2 separate regions of the Macaca mulatta genome follow, and region 1 is linked to region 2. Evidence: chromatin contacts called from public Hi-C data. All regions are on one chromosome and are shown on one strand. The core of a region is the stretch at or near the end of the contact, and the rest is flanking DNA. Distances in the headings are between cores, read along the strand shown. Region 1 holds the start of RPL11 (ribosomal protein L11). Region 2 holds the start of LYPLA2 (lysophospholipase 2).

Region 1 (4,486 bases), core at 565-3,064, 98 kb before region 2:
GTGGTTCCAGCTACGTGGGAGGCTGAGGTGGGAGGATCATGTGAGCCCAGGAGGTCATGGCTGCCATGAGCCAAGATCACACCACTACACTCCAGCCTGGACAACAGAACAAGACCGTGCCTCAAAAAATAAAAAATAAAATAAAAAAGAAAGAAAAGAAACGCAGATGACTCTGGAGGAAACATTTTAAAAAGCCATCCAGGAGAACGCCTCCTTTTCCCTAGGGGACCCACTTCCTGCTCCCACAACTGCTTCTGATGCTTCTTCTCACCTTAAAAAAAATTACAGTGTCCAGTAATCTTTTAATCAAAACACTGCATCATAGGTGGAGACTGAAAGCCTGCCATTTGTGGTAGCTGTTTTTTGTTTGTTTATTTGTTTTAAGACAGGGTATCGCTCTGTCACCCAGGCTGGAGTGCAGTGGGGTGATCTTGGCTCACTGCAAGCTTCCTCTCCCAGGTTCAAGCGATTCTCCTGCCTCAGCCTCCCGTAGCTGGGATTACGGGCATGCACCACCAGGCCCGGTTAATTTTTGTATTTTCAGTAGAAACGGGGTTTCACCCTGTTGGCCAGGCTGGTCTCGAACTCCTGACCTTAAGTGATCCACCCACCCCGGCTTCCCAAAGCGCTGGGATTACAGGTGTGAGCCACAGCGGCTGGCCTGGTGGCGGGTGGGGTGGGGGCCGGTGGTCGCTGTTGCTTCACAGCTGATCCAGGTTTTCCGGTGATGCTCCTCTGCTGCTTAGTTGCCCTGAACACATTACTTTTTCACGGTATTAATGGCATAGCATATATTTTGCTGTGAAGTACTCATATGTGAATAAGCATAAGAAAGTATTGCTTATCAGTAGCATATACATTTACAGTCTGGAACAATGGTTAGGCCAACCAACCAGAGACTGTCCACAAGGGTGGCTGAGATAGTGACACCTTTGGTTTCTGATGGTTCAATGTATACAAACTTTGTTTCATGAACAAACTTACTTAAAATATTGTATAAAATTACCTTCACACTATGTGTATAAGGTGTATATGGAACATAAGTTAATTTCATGTTCAGACTTGGGTCCCATCTCCAAGATATCTCATTATGTTTATGCAAATATTCCAAAATCCGGAAAAATCCCAAATCCAAAAACCATCTGGTCCCAGGCTTTTCAGGTTAGGAATACTCACCCTGTAGTAACTTGCCCAAGGTCACATAGCTACTAACTGATCGAGACAGGACCACATCTGCCTGTCTTCAAGCTCGGGACTCTTGAGCTACCACACCATTCCGTTTGTATAAATTCTATTTGTGCCCGGCGTGGTGGCTCACTCCTGTAATCCCAGCACTTTAGGAGGCCAAGGCAGGTGGATCATTTGAGGTCAGGAGTTCGAGACCAGCCCGACCAACATGGTGAAACCCCATCTCTACTAAAAGTACAAAAAAAATAGACAGATATGGTGGTGCGCGCCTATAATCCCAGCTACAGAATAAATTTGCGTCATAATTTGCATGATTGATTTAATGTAGTTTTGGCGGTCTCATCACACAAGCACCACCAGCACCTGACACTGGGAGGAGAGAACGTCTTCAAGGTCCGGAAACTCAAGGTCGTGCTGATTCTAGGAGCTTTCAAAAACTATTTTTGGAAAACCCAAATCCCGGTCTTCAGCCAGCGTTGCTTGCAGTTGCTAGCCCTACCCACAAGGGGGAAGCCGACGCTGCACTGCGCAGCCAAATGCGCCTCTCTTCCTCTTCTTGATCTCTGTGGTTAGCCTGGGAAAAAAGCCCGCCTCCTGGCCCATAAGGCCCTGGGCCGGAAGCTCCGTTTTCTTTTCCTGCACCCCATCATGGCGGTGAGTAGCTGGGATCTGGATTTGCTTTTCTTTATCCGTCGCCATCCATGGCAGGCCGAGCTTGCGGGGGCTACCTCGCCTGCAGCCCGAGGAGTATGGACCCCTCAATGCTTGCCGGCCCAAAACTGGCAGAGCCGTTCGAGCCAAGGACGCAGGGTTGAATTCTGTCACTTTCCCTGCCATCATTTTAGGAGCGGCTCCGGGCAGTTGCCGGGAGAGCTCAGAAGCACTGTCAGGAGGCTGCAGCTAGGGCAGATGGGGTGAATGGAGGGTTCTGAGGCAAGGGTCCGCGCCTTTTCCTGGTTCCGGGGACTTGAGACTTGCTGAGTGCTAGGAAACCTTAGCCGGGTGCTCGGCTTAGGGAAGGTGCCAGCCTTTAGACAGCTTCCGAGTGGGATGCTGAACGTCGCATAACCACGTGTTTCCTGTTAGCAGTTAAGTTCTATTCCGTCGCTTACTCCCCTTAGTTTCCCTTACAGTGGGGGCGCTCTTTGTTATCCTGAGCCTCTTAGAGTTCGATCTCAGTGTCCGTAACCTTTAACACTCAATACCTGTCCTGAGTTTTCTCTTCACCTGTTCCGTTCGTGGAGGAAGAATAGGTCCCGAGCTGACTTCGTTCCTTGATGCCTCCCAAACACGGTGATACCTTCTTCGTTACGATTTGGGATGAGCAGAAATAAAAATGCTGTGCAGATAGAAAGTAGTAAAAACTCAGGGCTCTCAGCTGTGAGTGTATTGACTGCTGCTCTTCCCCATTGCAGCAGGATCAAGGTGAAAAGGAGAACCCCATGCGGGAACTTCGCATCCGCAAGCTCTGTCTCAACATCTGTGTTGGGGAGAGTGGAGACAGACTGACCCGAGCTGCCAAGGTTTTGGAGCAGCTCACAGGGCAGACCCCTGTGTTTTCCAAAGGTGAGTAGTGACAAATGACAGGGCTACCCACTTGGGTCGCCTGTTTGTTTAATTTACCTGCTGTCGAGTCTGTTTAGAAAGTGACAGTCGGCATCACTTAAAGCGTTAAATTCATGAGCCGACCAAAAAGTGTCTTTGTTTTCGAGATTGCATGTGGGATTGGAACACTGGATTTTATATGAGCAGATCTTAAGCTAAGGCTAGCCCAAGTAAAGATTTTCCCAAGTAACTAGGATATGAGATAGAGTGGAAATACCAGGAACGAAGTAAAGATCATTAGATCTGATTAGCAGTTAGGGTTATATAGGCTGCCTTAAGAACAGGGCTGTACAGGAGCATGAGAGGCTTCAGTGGCCTATGATAGTGCTACTGCACTACAGCCTGGTTGACCCTATCTCAAAAGTTGTATACAGATTGCCTGGGTTTGAGTGATGGCTTCACCACTTGCTGGTCTGACTCTGGGCTCTCTGGACCTCTGCTTTTTTATTTGCATAAAGAGGGTGTAATACTTGATAATTGTGGAAGATAAAATGAGTTGTATATGTGCCGTTGCTTTAGGATGGTGAAATGTGGCAAGTCTTTGGATTCCAATCCTGCTTTTTATTACCAGTTGTGCAAGTTAATAAACCTCTCAAAACCTCACGTATAAAATGTGGACAACAGTATAATAATAAGGTTTTAGCAAGTACTAGATTATTGTCAATAATGCTTTATTTTCTTTGGACCATGATAATCTTACTAGTGACTTCTTTGGCTTATTCTGGTTGTGAACTTGCCCTTCTTGGAACTTTGGCATTATGACTGTTCTTAACTGCTGAAGGATGGCTGGATGTCTGGAAATGGGAAAATCTGCTGTGGATGAAATCTTATTAATAGATGTAGGCGACACTAATTAGAACACCACAACTTAGAGTGTGGATGAATACTTAATGCCTCTTTAAGTCATGGAGATGGTGTTCTGGGAAGGAGGTGAGTGTAGTGGGGGTGTGATGGCATCTGACTCCTTGTTACCCCCTTTCTGCAGCTAGATACACTGTCAGGTCCTTTGGCATCCGGAGAAATGAAAAGATTGCTGTCCACTGCACAGTTCGAGGGGCCAAGGCAGAAGAAATCTTGGAGAAGGGTCTAAAGGTGAGGCTAATCCCCTAATGGAGTGATATTAATGAGCACCCACTTAATAACACAAGTAGATAAGTTACATTTAATGTTCTGTTCTTTGGTGCCTTGACATTTATTATTTAAGTTTCTAAAAGACTTTTTACAATCAGCAGGGTTAAACTATTCTTGGTGGTTTAAGAGATGCTTGAGGCTGGGCACAGTGGCTCTACGCCTATAATCCTAACACTTTGGGAGGCCAAGGAGGATAGATTATTTGTGGCCAGGAGTTCGAGACCATCCTGGCCAATATGGCGAAACACCATCTCTACTAAAAATATAAAAATTAGCCAGACTTGGTCGCGGGCGCCTATAGTCCCAGCTACTCGGGAGGCTGAGGCATGAAAATTGCTTGAACCCGGGAGGTAGAGGTTGCAGTGAGCTGAGATTGTGCCACTGCACTCCAGCGTAGGCCACAGAGTGAAACTCTTGTCCAAAAAAAAAGGATGCTTGGGAGTCATTTCATTCCTCTGCTTTATCTGGGTTTTTCTCTGTTCTTTGGAAGCTGGGAGAGGTCATTTTGGGTAGTTGGGGTGTAGTGAGGAAGTCAGATTGTGTTCCTAGCCAAGTTTTATTG
Region 2 (3,997 bases), core at 396-2,895:
TCAGTATTCTTTCCTTTGCAGAAAACAGGAACAGGTGATAAAGGGAATTAGTGTTGAATCTGATCCTTTTGGGAGAATTCGTCTGAGGGATTGGCCCATGCTGCTGTTTGGAGGATATAGCCACTGTTTCTCCAGCCTGTCCTAGGAAAACTCTGCCACCACCAAACCTTGTTGGCCCTCAAAATTTCTAAAATGCAGCCTGAAATAAATCAGAATACAAATGCTGTTCTTGAAAAGCACGAAGGGTCCTATTCACTCAGCCACAGCCTCTTTATTTCAGTTGGATCATTTTTTGGAGTTAAAAGAAGGGCTATGTTTAAATTTGGAGTAGGGGGAAAAATAAGGTTAGAAATCTTAGAGCAGATGAGCCCTTCACTAATTCCACTAATTAAAGCATTAATCACAGCTCCTGGGACTGAACCTCTGAATTTGAAGCTTCACTGAAGAATTTGTTGTAAGTGTCATGGTGTCTCAGGTGATTGAGGTTGCAGGAGGAACTGTTCATTCTTCCGTAAGTGGGGACATTACCCTCCTTTTTCTTTTGACATTCAGTCCCGAGTCCTTGGCTTGTGGTGGTCCCCTAGGCCCAAAGTTTTCTGCCCTGAATCCTGGTATTGTAGGCTCCCTGACCTGTTGAGTACTTAGGACCAAATTGCCTCTGGGCCTGGGGGAAGTGCTTCGTTGAGCTTTCAACTTTGTACTGTTTTCTTTCTGTTCAAAGAAAACACTAGTATAGGTTAAGCTGGCAGAGTGAGTCCTAAGTGACTGAGGGGCAAGTGTGACTCATTTCCTATTTGCAGATCCCCACACATTCTCAGGGACATGCTGCTTCAACTCAGTTTGCCTCCCTTCTGACTTTTATGTGGTCCCTGATACCTATTTCCACTTCAGCTTGAAGGCAGCGTTTTGTGCACTGTCTGCATGACATTGCTTGTGAAGGGCAGCGCTAACACTGCCAGTGCTTGTCCAGCTCTTCTGATACGGCTTTTGTATTTTTCCTAGGTCCTTTTTTGCGTGATTAACGCATCATGCTGTGATTTTACTGTATAAAGCATGTTCACACAACCTCATTTAAACCTACCAACAAAGCCGTGAAGGAGGCAAGGTGGTTATTTTATATCTCAGGAAGCAGATCCAGAGAGGCAGAATTTCAATGGAATCCCGAGGTCGCTGTTTACTTGCTTCCTTGAACCTCAGTTTCCCCATCTTTAAGGCTGGAGAACTAGATCTGTAAGCTCTGTTCGGTTCGGAGTGTGTCATTGCATTCATGATCCTGGAATAGGGCATGAAAGCCAGTGGCAGACACCCGAGACCTTAAGAAGTGTGTCCCATAGGGATGGCAAGGTGGTAAAGTTTATGCGAACAATAGTGTGAGGGATGCCTCTCCTTCCGGTCAGCCCTCCTCCAGGAGGCGCATGGGTGGTGGTAGCAAGTGGGAGTCTTGGGTGCCCTTTCTCGATTCTACAAGGTGGGAGCGGGAGAGAACCCAGCGACTGCACGACTGAATGACAGGGAGTGGCCCCACTGCCTCCAACATGGCAGCCTCTATCCAGCGAAGCCGGGTCCCCGCTTCCGGGTTCCGTACTGCCGGCCAGGCTACTTCCGGCAGCGCGATGGCTGGGTTCCCGGGACTCGAACGGAAGTTCCGGCGGGGGCGGCCGAGGGGGAAGAGTGTGTGTCTGCGGGAGAAAGAGGAGAATTGCCCAAGCGGCCTCGGAAGCCCCAGGGAGTGGAGGTAGCCAGCCGGCGGCTGCAGAGGAAGGGCATATGGGGGAGGTCGGCCTTGGGAGGGTCCCGGAGAGCGGGGAGGGGGACCGCGATAGGGGAGGATGGGGGTGGGGAGTGAGGTGCGAAGGCGCTGTCCAGTCTTGGGGACTTCGGGAGTGGAGTAGGGCTAGGCAAGGGGGTGTCTGGGTATAATGGGACAGACTTCGGGGTCGAAAGTAGAAGAGCCCATTGTGGGGCGGGGGCTTCCCCAGAGTCAAAGGTGCAAAGCCCCATTGTGGGCAGGTGCGAGTCCCGGGTCGGGTTAGAAAATGTTACTGGGGAGGGTGACCCTTGGTCAGAACAGAAGTTCCCATTGTGGAGAGCAGGAGATCCTGGGTCAGGGTGGAAGTTCTCAAGGTGTAGAAGGAGACAGATTGGGCCCCAAGGAGGGAGCCTGGGCGGGAGGTGCAAGTCCCCACGGTGGAGAAGGAAGGGAATCGCAGCTCAGGGCGGGAGGTGCGTTCCCCAGTGGGAAGAGGAGCCCCGGGTCACAGGTGAATGATCCCATTGTGGGGAGCTGCCCTCAGGGGCCAGAGATGGAAGGTGAGGCCAGTTGGGAGGGGTGGGCAGGCACTTGGAGGCAGGTAGTGGAAGCTTCCGGCGAGTTTGGAGGACGCCGGCGAGTTTGGAGGATGGGGAGGGGCCAGCCAGCCTGACATTCTTTTGTGTGTTTGGGAGTCCCAGAGCGTGGTCAAGCCGGGGCTCGTTTGCAGTCAGTGGCAGCAGCAGCAGGTAGCTCCGTTTAGGGGGGCGTGGAGCACCAGTTTGGGGTTGGGTGGAGTTCTTAACGCTATCTGGGGACATGGGCAGCCCCCTGGGGGTCTGGGAATGGATGGGCCAGAAACTGCTGTGAAGGCTGGATGCGGGCTGGGTCAGGGGAGGTTGAGATGGGGGTTGGAGGCGGCACTGAGTAGGGGATGGAAGCTCCTTTCCCTGGCATTTTTCTCTGTATTTCCCATAGGGCCGGGAGCTGGGGAGGCAGGGACCCAGGGATGATTGGAGAGGAGGGGGAAAGCACTGACCCCTGAGGAGTTAGAGGGGGAATGAAGCAGGCGTGCCGCTGCCTCCCCTCTGCCCCCTGCCCTACAGTCCCTGTGCCCTGCCTCTGCCTGTCTCCAGCAAGCTCAGATCCTGTGGTTGGGCCAGAACCAGAGACACATGTTCTGGGCCACTAGGGTGGCTGCCTTTGCCTTTCAACCCTGGAACTGAGGCAGACTTCCTTCCCCTGTGCCCTGGGACTTCTTGCCTATTTGTGCCCAAGACAGAACCTGGGTGCTGTGTGGGGCTGATGGCCTGGTGGCCTCTTGGGCCAGGAGTGTGTCCTGTGTCTGGTTTTGCTCTTGACCGCCACCCCTAATGTGTGCAGGCCCCCGCCGTGGAGCCGTGTGGTGTATGTGTGGTAACACCATGTCTGTGCCCCTGCTCACCGATGCTGCCACCGTGTCTGGAGCTGAGCGGGAAACGGCCGCGGTAAGGGTCCCCTTTCACGCACGGCCAGACACTGTGGGAGCAGCTGGAGGACCAGCTGGAGGGGGTGTGGGAAAAATGGAGGTGGCAATGATGAGCAGGGAGTATCCTGAGGCCAGGAAGCTCAGAGTAGTAACCTGTTTGCTACCTGGGTTCCTCCAGATCCTTGGGGGTGGGGGAGGGGTGGGCAGAAGTTGGAGAACCTAGAGGGAACCTTCCTGTCTCCCCATTTCCATCCTTTTCCAGGTTATTTTTTTACATGGACTTGGAGACACAGGGTAAGTGACTGAGGAGGGGTGCTTCTTAAGGAGGGGCCTGGGCCCAGCAGCGGACTGGAGAGGCCTGTACGTCCGTCCCCTTCTCTTTCTACCACATCAGAGCCTTTTCTCCCGTCCCTCCTACAGGCACAGCTGGGCTGACGCCCTCTCCACCATCCGACTCCCTCACGTCAAGTACATCTGTCCCCATGCGTGAGTGTCACCCCAGCAAGGGAGGGGCTGAGGCTGGGGATCATCTGGGGATGGTCCTGGCATCCCAGGCCTGTTCTCTCCTGTCAGCTGCATCCTGGGGCTTGGGCTCAGGGCAGTCAGAAGTGGCATTTTCAGCCTTAGCTCCTGTGGAGCCCCCAGGAGTGGGGTCCAGCACCAACCCCCAGCTCTAGGGCCTCCTAGACCTGAGCTCTCCTAGAACCCACACCTCCCTTTGCCCCTTCCCCAAGTACTCACTGACTAGCTGGGACCCCGGCACACCAAGCGCTGGGCTC

What was found. Hi-C and Micro-C count contacts between places; a contact is called where the count stands out from the background.
Region 1: a contact with region 2 is called in a Hi-C map of fetal cortex germinal zone, with 2.4 times the contacts expected there. The contact joins the promoter of RPL11 here to the promoter of LYPLA2 in region 2. A contact is called at or near these places in 2 of 14 Hi-C or Micro-C datasets (fetal cortex germinal zone and liver).

The regions. Positions count from the first base shown.
Region 1 is chr1:217,305,288-217,309,773 of T2T-MMU8v2.0, reverse strand. RPL11 (ribosomal protein L11) reads left to right here and starts at 1,814. Exons shown (of 6, transcript XM_077970052.1): 1 at 1,814-1,842; 2 at 2,607-2,754; 3 at 3,779-3,885. The coding sequence starts at 1,837. It also overlaps the pseudogene LOC144335247.
Region 2 is chr1:217,207,277-217,211,273 of T2T-MMU8v2.0, reverse strand. It overlaps LYPLA2 (lysophospholipase 2), which reads left to right and starts at 1,645. Exons shown (of 10, transcript NM_001266699.1): 1 at 1,645-1,735; 2 at 3,134-3,237; 3 at 3,481-3,512; 4 at 3,639-3,704. The coding sequence starts at 3,160. It also overlaps the pseudogene LOC144335247 and a transcript of PITHD1 not described here.